Linked DNA regions of Pan troglodytes: region 2 is linked to region 1. The links are chromatin contacts, called in public HiChIP or PLAC-seq maps. All regions are on one chromosome and are shown on one strand. Each heading gives the region's core, a stretch centred on a gene start, on an enhancer-like site or on the middle of the called end of the contact. The rest is flanking DNA. Distances are from core to core; before and after follow the strand shown.

What was found. HiChIP or PLAC-seq counts read pairs in DNA pulled down with a chosen protein or histone mark.
Region 2: an H3K4me3 HiChIP or PLAC-seq map of stem cell-derived excitatory neurons shows a contact between it and region 1, with 5 times the contacts expected there. The contact joins the promoter of LRRC58 here to the promoter of GSK3B in region 1. A contact is called at or near these places in 1 of 7 Hi-C or Micro-C datasets (stem cell-derived neural progenitor cells) and 1 of 1 datasets of contacts at active chromatin or transcription factors (stem cell-derived excitatory neurons).

What each region holds. Positions count from the first base shown.
Region 1 is chr2:123,395,660-123,400,477 of NHGRI_mPanTro3-v2.0_pri, forward strand. GSK3B (glycogen synthase kinase 3 beta) reads right to left here and starts at 2,663. Exons shown (of 10, transcript XM_016941724.4): 1 at 360-2,663. The coding sequence starts at 447.
Region 2 is chr2:123,649,826-123,654,395 of NHGRI_mPanTro3-v2.0_pri, forward strand. LRRC58 (leucine rich repeat containing 58) reads right to left here and starts at 3,053. Exons shown (of 4, transcript XM_009446244.5): 1 at 1,512-3,053. The coding sequence starts at 2,011.

The DNA.
Region 1 (4,818 bases), core at 1,413-3,912:
TTGTCCTTCTCTTTATTCTAAAGGATGGGCAAGTAAACACTGTCATCACTACTTTAACGTGGAAACACTCGAGCACTTGATGAAACCGACTACCAACAGCAAGAAAAGTACAAGAAAGCAGTTTGAAATCGAATCATCCAAATAAATATCATATTATCTCAATTCAAGGTTAATGAGACCGGGGGAGGGGGTATGGGAGGAGTAAAAAGGGAGCTGCTTCATCCTTGACTGAAGATAGGTTTTGCCCTTTTCCATTGCCTGTTTATGAGGAGGTCTAATAATTTCAGATCCTGGTATTTCGAGGTTTCTTATTTTAAGGGCGAGGTGGAAAAGGGGTGTAAAATAAAATCAATACTCACTGCTAACTTTCATGCTGCCAAAAGCTGAAGGCTGCTGCACCGGCTTGCAGCTCTCCGCAAAGGAGGTGGTTCTGGGCCGCCCTGACATGATCACTCTCTTCGCGAATCACCTTTTCCTTCCTTCCTCCTTTTCTTCCTTTTGTCTTTATGTTGGGGTGTTAGGTTAACGATAAATGCAGCATTAAGTTCTCCCACAGAAGAAAAAGAAAAAGACTTCGTCCTCTTGGCTTTTCACTCCTTTTGTATACTATAAAAAAACAAAACAAGCGATATATTTCTCCTTCAAGACAGATCGGCACGGATATTTAACATATAGATGATTTAGGACTTGGGAAAAAATACAATTCTTTCCCCTCCCTTTCCTGGGAGGAGAGAAAAGAGAGGGCAAATCCTAAAAAAATATGTATCACGTGAAACGGGGGCAAATACTTGATTGAAAATGAGTACTTCGAATATTATATTTTCCTCGGGGATTTTTTTTCCGAGTCAATGAAGAAGGGAAGCGGCGGAAGGATCACGAGTCTCACGCTTGAAGAGAAAGGGGGATGGGTAGGAGGGAGGGAGAGGGAGGCTCGGAGATGCGACGGGAAACGCTGCAGCTCCGGCAGCCGCGGGATCCGGCGGGCTGACGGCAGGGGCCCGGCGAACTAGAGGGCGGCGGAGTCGCGAGTCAGTCAGAGGCGGGCGGTGGCGGTGGCGGTGGCGGCGGCTCCTCTCCTCATTGCGCCAGGAGCAGCTGCAGGCGGCGGCTGGATCCAGCGGCCATGGCGGCGGCGGTGGCGGAGGCAGCTCCCTTCAGACCCCAGGCAGCGGCTCCTCGACTGTTCCCCATACGCCGGGGACATGGGAACCCGGCAACCGCTTCCGTCCCTCGGGGCCCCCTCCCCCGTCCGCGGCAACAGCTCGGCCGCCCTCCCGCCCCTCGGCTCTGCTCGGTGCCCGCTCAGGAAGTGTCCGCGCTTTGCCCCAGCCCAGAGCCCTGTCAGCGGCTGCGGGGCCGGCTCCTCCTCGCTTCCTTCCTTCCTTTGTCACTTGGCCCGGGCGGCGGCGGCGGCGGCGGCACAAGCCCGCATTCGCCCGGGTCAGGGGCTGCTCTGTGTGAGGAGCGCTGTCTGCGCAGCCGCCTTGCACTTCCCCACTCCTCCTCCCCCCTCCTACTCGTCCTCCACCTCCTTCCTCCCCCACCCAGCCTTACACCGCCCAGCGCCCCGCCGCCCGCGTAACAGGCGTCTGGGAATCGCCGGCCGAGCCCCACGCTCGCCCGCTTCGGCTGGGAGCCGAAGCCCGAACGGAGCCAATCACGGACGTCGTTTGTTTGCGGCTCCTCCCGGAAAAAGCCGATCAGCCTGAGAAACCAATTAGAAAGTGACGCTGGGAAACCACGCCCACAGAGCGGAAAATGCCGAAGGTAGCCGAACGGAAAGGGTGAATTCGCCTTGTTCGGTGGCTGGCTGGAGGAGACATTCGACAATGGCAACAGTGGCCAATCAGAGTCGCCGGCCCTTACGAAGAGGCTTGAAGAGTTGAGGACGGTGAAACCCAGAGACGCTGGTGAAACTGCACGGCTGGGCGCCGCCGCCGCTTTGTGATTGGCTGGAAAACTCCGCTGGGAGCGTACCTCCTTCGGTGATTGGTGAAGAGAAGGGGGCTTCCGAGGACAGTCTGGCCAGTCAGGACTTCCCCTCCCTCTCCAAGGTGGGGAGAAGAAAGCGAAGGGAGGGCGTCTATAAAGCGCTGTCTCATTGGCCTGAAGCTTAGGCGCTGGAGTTGGGGCAAAAGGGAGAGGGAGGGAGCCCGAAACTCGCGGCGGCGGCCAATCGGCTCTCACTGCCGTCCAATCGCAAGACCTAGCTGCAGTGTGATTGGCCTTCGGCCCCGGTCCCAGGAGCGGGGAGATGCCTGACTCGGGTCGTGGCTGACGACCGGACGGTTCGCCTGCGGCCGCCTCCAACAACAGTGGAAACCGCACACACGGACCGCGGGCCCTCGGTGCAGCAAATCGGAAAGTGCTGCGGTCGGCGGCCCTGGGCTCTGAGCGCTCAAGCGAGCAGAGGGGTGGAGGGGCTCTCCCCACCCACAGGAGGCTCTCGGCGGGGCGCAGCCAATTCTGCGCGCCCAAGGCCCCCCTCTGCCCTGGATCGCGTGTGCCGAGTGTCGGCCTCTTCCCCGAAAGGGCCAGACGGACCAAGGGGGCCTTCCCAGCCGGCTGCAAGCTCTCAGACGCTAAAATGGGAACAAAGCTTCCAGAAAGGCAGCGCCTTTGGGCGGCCGCGCCCCGCCCAGCTGCGGGGGCCATTGATACAGAGGCTTGCTGCGCTCGGTGTGCGCGGCCCGGCCGGGCCTCTGGAAACGCCCATGAGAAATGAGCTCATGCTGGATGCGCGCGCTCCTTGGGCGCAACTGCCCAGCGCAAAACGGGCCCCGAAAGCAGGTGAGGGGAAATGCCGTCAGGCCGGATATCCTGAAGCCTCCGAGGAAATGGGGGGGTCAGAGGAGCCCGTGGTAGCTTTGGATCTTTTGGAACTAGGGTGATCTATAAAAGTGCAGCTTGAGAAGATTTCATACGTAAGACCAGCGTCCATTGTTCTACCATAGAACCAGTTCCTTTGGTCTGCTTTAGAACAGTGAGGTATGGCTACGTCAAGATAACAGAAAGTAGAACAGACAGTTGCCATCCTGATTGTAATCCAGTGGTGCCTGTAATTTCTACCTGCAGAGTCATCTCTTTCTGTTAAGATGCTGTCTCCAGAAAGCACATGTAAAAGGACCTATATTTGATCAGATTACCTGGCTCTTGCTTTGAAACACTGATGAAGGACTTGGGACAGAACAAAGTAAGCTTTGATGGAAGACAGGAAAGGTCTAGATAGTGTTTGCAGATTCAAATGGCTTACAGAGGCCAGACAAGTAAAGCAAATGAGTGAGACTGGCCTTGTGTAAGACAATGGGGAATGATAGGGAAAATGGCAAATTGGAATATCCATGCCATAACTAAAAGGAACAGTTGCTCAGCTCTAGCAGATTGTTGCCCTCAGGAATGTGGGTCCAGTGTTCTCAGATGTTCAATTTTTTTCCTCCCAAAAGAAACCCCAAAATTGGATTTTTGTGTGAAATCTCTGCATTTTTAAATGTTGGTAACCAAATTTTCAAACCCTGCAGGCCAACCTAAAAACATCCCTTGGCCGATGAGGCATTGGAAAAAGTGTTAATAATTGTTAGGGGCCCGATAGCAGTAGGAGGGTGAAAACAAAATGGTTTGGGACCTTAAATAATTGAAATGTATCTTTATTTATTTATTTATTTTTGAGACGGAGTTTCACTCTTGTTGCCCAGGCTGGAGTGCAGTGGCGCGATCTCGGCTCACCGCAACCTCCGCCTCCCCGATTCAAGTGATTCTCCTGCCTCAGCCTCCCAAGTAGTTGGGATCACAGGCATGTGCCACCATGCCAGCTACTTTTGTATTTTTAGTAGAGACGGGGTTTCTTCATGTTGGTCAGGCTGGTCTCGAACTCCCGACCTCAGGTGATCTGCCTGCCTCAGCCTCACAGAGTATCGGGATTACAGGCGTAAGCCACCACACCGGGCCGGTTGAAATTTATCTTTAAAATAGTGCACCTTTAATCCTTTTTTTATTTCTGTGTGTATCTTATAATGTGCATATCATGTTAGCTCAAGATCAAGAGTTTATGGACAAGCCAGGCGTGGTGGCTTATGCCTGTTATCCCAGCAATTTGGGAGGCCGAGGCAGGTGGATCGCCTGAGGTTAGGAGTTCGAGACTAGCCTGGTCATCATGGTGAAACCCCGTCTCTACTAAAACTTTAAAACTTAGCTGGGCGTGGTGGCGGGCATCTATAATACCAGTTACTTGGGAGGCTGAGGCAGGAGAATCGCTTGAACCCAGGAGGTGGAGGTTGCAGTGAGCTGAGACGCACCATTGCACTCCAGCCAAGGCAACAAGAGCGAAACTCCGTCTCAAAAAGAAAAAAAAAAAAAGTTTATGAACCACTAGTTTAGACAAAGAATAGTTGTACAGTTGTACAGATGGATAAGGAAGGAAAGAACATTCCAGGCAAAAAGAAAAGGTTATGCAATGGCTGAAATGTTTAACAAGGTATTTGGAGACCTTGAGATAGTTTGAAATTATGTAATGTCTAAGATGTGGGCCAAGAGAAAATAAAGGAAAATATCACAGGATAATAGAGGAGTAAAGTAAACTATGCTGTATTAACTCCATATTAGGCAGCCAGTAAAAATAAATACAACCACCAAAAGTAACTCAGAAATATGTTTAGGAAACAATACTAATTGAAAAATATAGAACTTCAGGTTGTATATCTACCATATTTCCAATCTGTAAAATATAAGTACATTTGGATCAAGATTGGAAAGGAAGACAAATTAGAATAACTTGTCAATAACATATTTAAATATAAATGAAAATATTTAAATGTCTTTGCT
Region 2 (4,570 bases), core at 1,803-4,302, 250 kb after region 1:
AAAATCCAAACTTTATCATAGCCTTCAAGACCTGACACGGGCTGACTTGCCCAAATTTATATTTGCCACTTTCCCTCTTGCTCACTTCCCAGTACAATGTCCTTCTTTCAGAATTTTAGTAGTTATCCTCCTTGCCTCTGGGCTTTCCCATGTGCCTCTGTCATTTTGTCTCAAGGCATTCTGTAGGTCTTCATAGAACTCATAACCACTGTAATTAAATAATGAGGTTCATAGTTAGTTGTTTAATGTCTGTCTCCTGGATCATGTTCACCATTGTATCCCCAATACTTGGGACAGTGCCTGACACAGGGCAGGTGTTCAATAAATATCTATTGAAGAGTAAATGAAGAGACATCTTGCCCAAATGCTTCATTTGTAGATTAGAAAGCTACAGTTAGGATACGCTACAGTTAGGATACAAGTGACTTGCCTAAGGCTGGAGCACCAGGAGTTCTTTTTTCCCAGGCCAATATTCTTTTGCTACACTTAACTCTGAGGTCCCTTCTACCTTTAACGTTCTGTTATCTCTGAAAATACAATAAAGTGTGAAAATATCTTACAGATGGAAGATACCTCTTTTTCGTTTTGTACAATACATTTGGCTCTATTTCCCACTCCCCCACCGGGCACTTTTATTATCCTGTTTCTCTGCTTCCTCCTAAAGTTAAATTTAACATATTTACTGCATAATCTAGTAGGTGAAGCAGATAATTCCTGTAAACAAGGAATCATATCCAATAAGGTAAATGCAAAGGCAGGATGAATGAAGCACAGAGAAAGTACAGCATAGGCTGTACTTTTTTGTGCAGGGAGTAGTAACGAAAAAAATTGTTGTGCAGGGAGTAGTAAAAAAGGAATCACAGAGATGATTAACTTGAGATAGCTTTTGAAGGATGATAGGCGTTTGCCAGGTGAAGGAAACATTCCAAGCAAGGGAAACAGCACGTGTACAGAGGCACTGCATCCATTCAACACATACTGAGTGCCTACCAGCAACTCCAAGCTGCTTTCTCTACGTGGGAAAATGCATAGGTCACTGAACTCCACAAATGGTAGTTGGTACTGCCACAGAGAAGAGGAAGCTGCAAATGTAGTGGAAAGCAAGGGTTAGATCAGAGCACCTTGTATGCCATGCTCAAAGGCACGTACTTTGATCTATAGAGATGGAAATCCACGGAAGACTTTTGAGCAAAGAAGTGACAACCTCTGATTTACATCTGTTTTGAGTTTCCACTCAGTTTGGATCACGCCCCAGATTCAATAAGGAAGACAGAAAAAATGCCTCGAGAATCTGCATAGGCCAAACACAACATACCAAACAGTCACACATGCGAACATACTAGGTATTTACAACAACCTGCTGAGATGGTTGGGCAGAACTCACTACCGCGCAGTTAAAGAGAAAGCTTGGAAATAGTTACGTGACAAACGTTGAGGTGCCCAGGCCCGGCGCCCCAGGGTTCCCGGACACCGCCCGAGGCCTCCCCACCCTCCGGCACACACCCGCTCACCTCTGCAAGTTCTCGATCTCAGCCGGGATGCTCTGCAGTTGGTTGCCGCCCAGACTCAGGGTCTGCAGCGCGCGCAGCTCTAAGAGCGAGGCAGGCACCTCCTGGAAACAGTTGCCGCTGAGGTTGAGCACCTGGAGGCTGCGGCAGAGCGGCGACTGGGCCAGGCCCTTGGGCAGCGCACTGGGCCCGCCGAGCCGGTTGTTCTTGGCCAGCAGCGTGCGCAGGCCGCGCAGAGCAAGCAGCTCCGGCCCGAGCGCGGTCAACGCGTTGCCGCTCACGTCCAGCAGCTGGAGGTGCGGGAAGCCGCTGCCCAGCGCCCGTGGCAGCGACACCAGACGGTTGTGAGGCAGCAGCAGCCGCAACAGCGCCTCCCGCGCGCCGCGCCGCTCCTCGCCCCGCGCCTCCAGCTCAGACTCCAGCGTCTCGGTGGACACGCTGAGGCGGGACCAGTTCAGTTCGGCCTCCCCGGCCGTGACCACCGCTGCTCCGGCCTCCTCCATCCTGGCCACCGCACGGCGCGTGGCGCCGGATTCCCCAGAGCGCCGCGCGCGGTCCAGAGGCCGGGAGCTCTGCGGCGCCCCGGAACCTGAACCGAGGGCTGAGTCGGAAGTGGCGCGGGCGGGCGCAAACCCTGCGCGCCTTGGCCGAGTCACGCGACGCGAGGCCCTGGGGTGCGCGCGCCGCTCCGGGGCGGGCTCTGCCTCACGAGGCGCGGGGCGCGGAGTGGCAAGAGCGCAGCATGGGCTGCGCAGAACTGAGGCAGACACCCAGAGGCCGCCAAATTGTCATCTGAGCCGGACCGGGTTTCGGCGGCCGCGCTTTATAGTCGCTGGAGCCTGGTGACCTATTCCAGGGCTCCAAGACTGCCTCGGCAAACAGCCCAAGGATGTTCGGTTATCTCGCCTTGAGGGTTCGCGCGTCACGTGCCCCCCCCCCGCCCCCCGCTTGTTTTTCAGTTTAAAAGTGGGGCCCGTGTCTGCAGGACTCTGTGAGCACACAGTAATTTAGTGGTGATTTAGCTCCATGACAGAAAACCGCAGGAATTTAAAGTCCGAAGATTAACAAAGCCGACCTCGAAATGTGAACGCAGCTGGACTAGACCTCAGAACCCCCGGACCCTTACTGGAGGTTCCGCTGTTAAATAGCCTAGGGCAGGGATTTGATTTCAGTTGCCCCATGCATAAAATATGGGTAATACCCGCACTACTTACCCCACAGAATTATTTTTTTCTTTTTTAAGGCAGAAATGTGTATCAAGTAAGGACGTTTTGCCCGTTTTAATTGTAGAAGCACATACGTGGCTTTTGGTGTAAGTTGTGTCTAGGAGTGAATTTGGGAGATATGGAGGCGGTTGCATGATTTGAGATAGCTCGAATTAATGAGTTAGTTTAAAAACTCAAAGCATAGAGTTTGTACTGCAGGTCAAAACTACAGTTTGGGAAAATCCTGATCTGGTACTAATTTAGTAATTCTAATTAACGTATTTTTCATCCTTGTCCCAAACTCAATCTTTTCTGAAATTACATTTTATGATTTTGAAAAGTAATGAATAGAAATGAGAAAAAATGCTTAGCTTTTTTTTTTTTTAACAAAGCTTATACATAAGAAAGTTAAGTGGTCGTGTATAATCAACGACATTAAATTGCTTTCCTCCTTAAAAAAGGAAAGTCGTTTTTTTCTTGCCAGTCATTTATTTGTATGAGAAACTATGCCTTTACTCTGCAGTCAAACTTTAATTTCTGATTGAGTTGTAGTCCTAGAAGGACGTACTTTGTATGTTTAACCTAATGGTGGAATGCTTTTTAAAACTGATGAGTCATTTGTTTTGAAAGAGTCCTTTTAAGAACAGACCTTATTTTGGGTCAAGCCAGCATTCTAACGGTAGTCCTAATATCTGAAAATAACAAATATTTAAAATAATAGTTGTTTTTGCTTTAAAATGTTTATCTTGGATTTTAAAAAGTGATAGGAACGTAATGTAAAATGAGAAAAAGAAAGGATTCAAACATAATTCAGAAATAAGAGTTGGCCAGGTGCCATGGCTCATGCCTGTAATCCCAGTGCTTTGGCCCAGGCCAGCAGATCGCTGAGGTCAGGAGTTCCAGACCAGCCTGGCCAACATGGGGAAACCCCGTCTCTACAAAAAATACAAAAATTAGCCGGGCCTAGTGGCGCTCGCCTGTGGTGCCAACTACTACACAGGCTGCTGGGAGGATTGTTTCAGCCTAAGAGGTAGAGGTTGCAGAGAGCCATGATTGTGCCACTGCCCTGCACTTTTTTTTTTTTTGTCTCAAGAAAAATAAAATAAGAGGTAAGATTACAAATCAGTGGAATTAAAGGGAAAAAGATAACCTCAATAATAGCAAATGAGGCTTCCTAGTAGAAAGTTTGGAAAAAAATACTTAGTATGGGAACTCCACATTATATAGAATAAAGGAAAGGAAGTAGAAAAAAAGTGGTGTAGGTAAAGAAATGAGTAACCTGACAAATTTTGAAAACCTACTGCTTGCAACGCTGTACTAGGAGCTTTTAATTTAATAAAGTCTCCAACTATTTGGTTGTTGAATTTAGGATAAATGTAACCAGACCATTGAGCAGCTAAGATAACTGAGAAACTGCTTTCTAAAAGTTGAAAACTGTGTTTCTGCCTCTTTGAAGCTATTGGCAAGGAAACTGTAAATTTCAGTGTAAAATGCACATCTCATGTCCAATTAGAGTAGGTTCCTACTTACATAGAATGACTATCTTTATTCATTTTTGGATTCTCCCTCACACCACCACCATCCCCCATTGCCTAGTATGATTTCTTGCAAATAATTTGGATTGACTGAGTTGGATATATCTCTTAGTTAGTGGACTTATTTTTTGAATAATTAGATTAAATTGTAAAGTCCTTGAAAAGAACTGTCTTATTATTATATACCCATCCCCTAACAGTGCCTGCTCCACAGTAGGTACAGGTACTCTATATCTTTTGAAACACTGAATATATTTGTAAATATTAAGTTTTAGTTGAAAAGGAATTTTTATTTATCAAACACCTTTTATCACAAACCTTA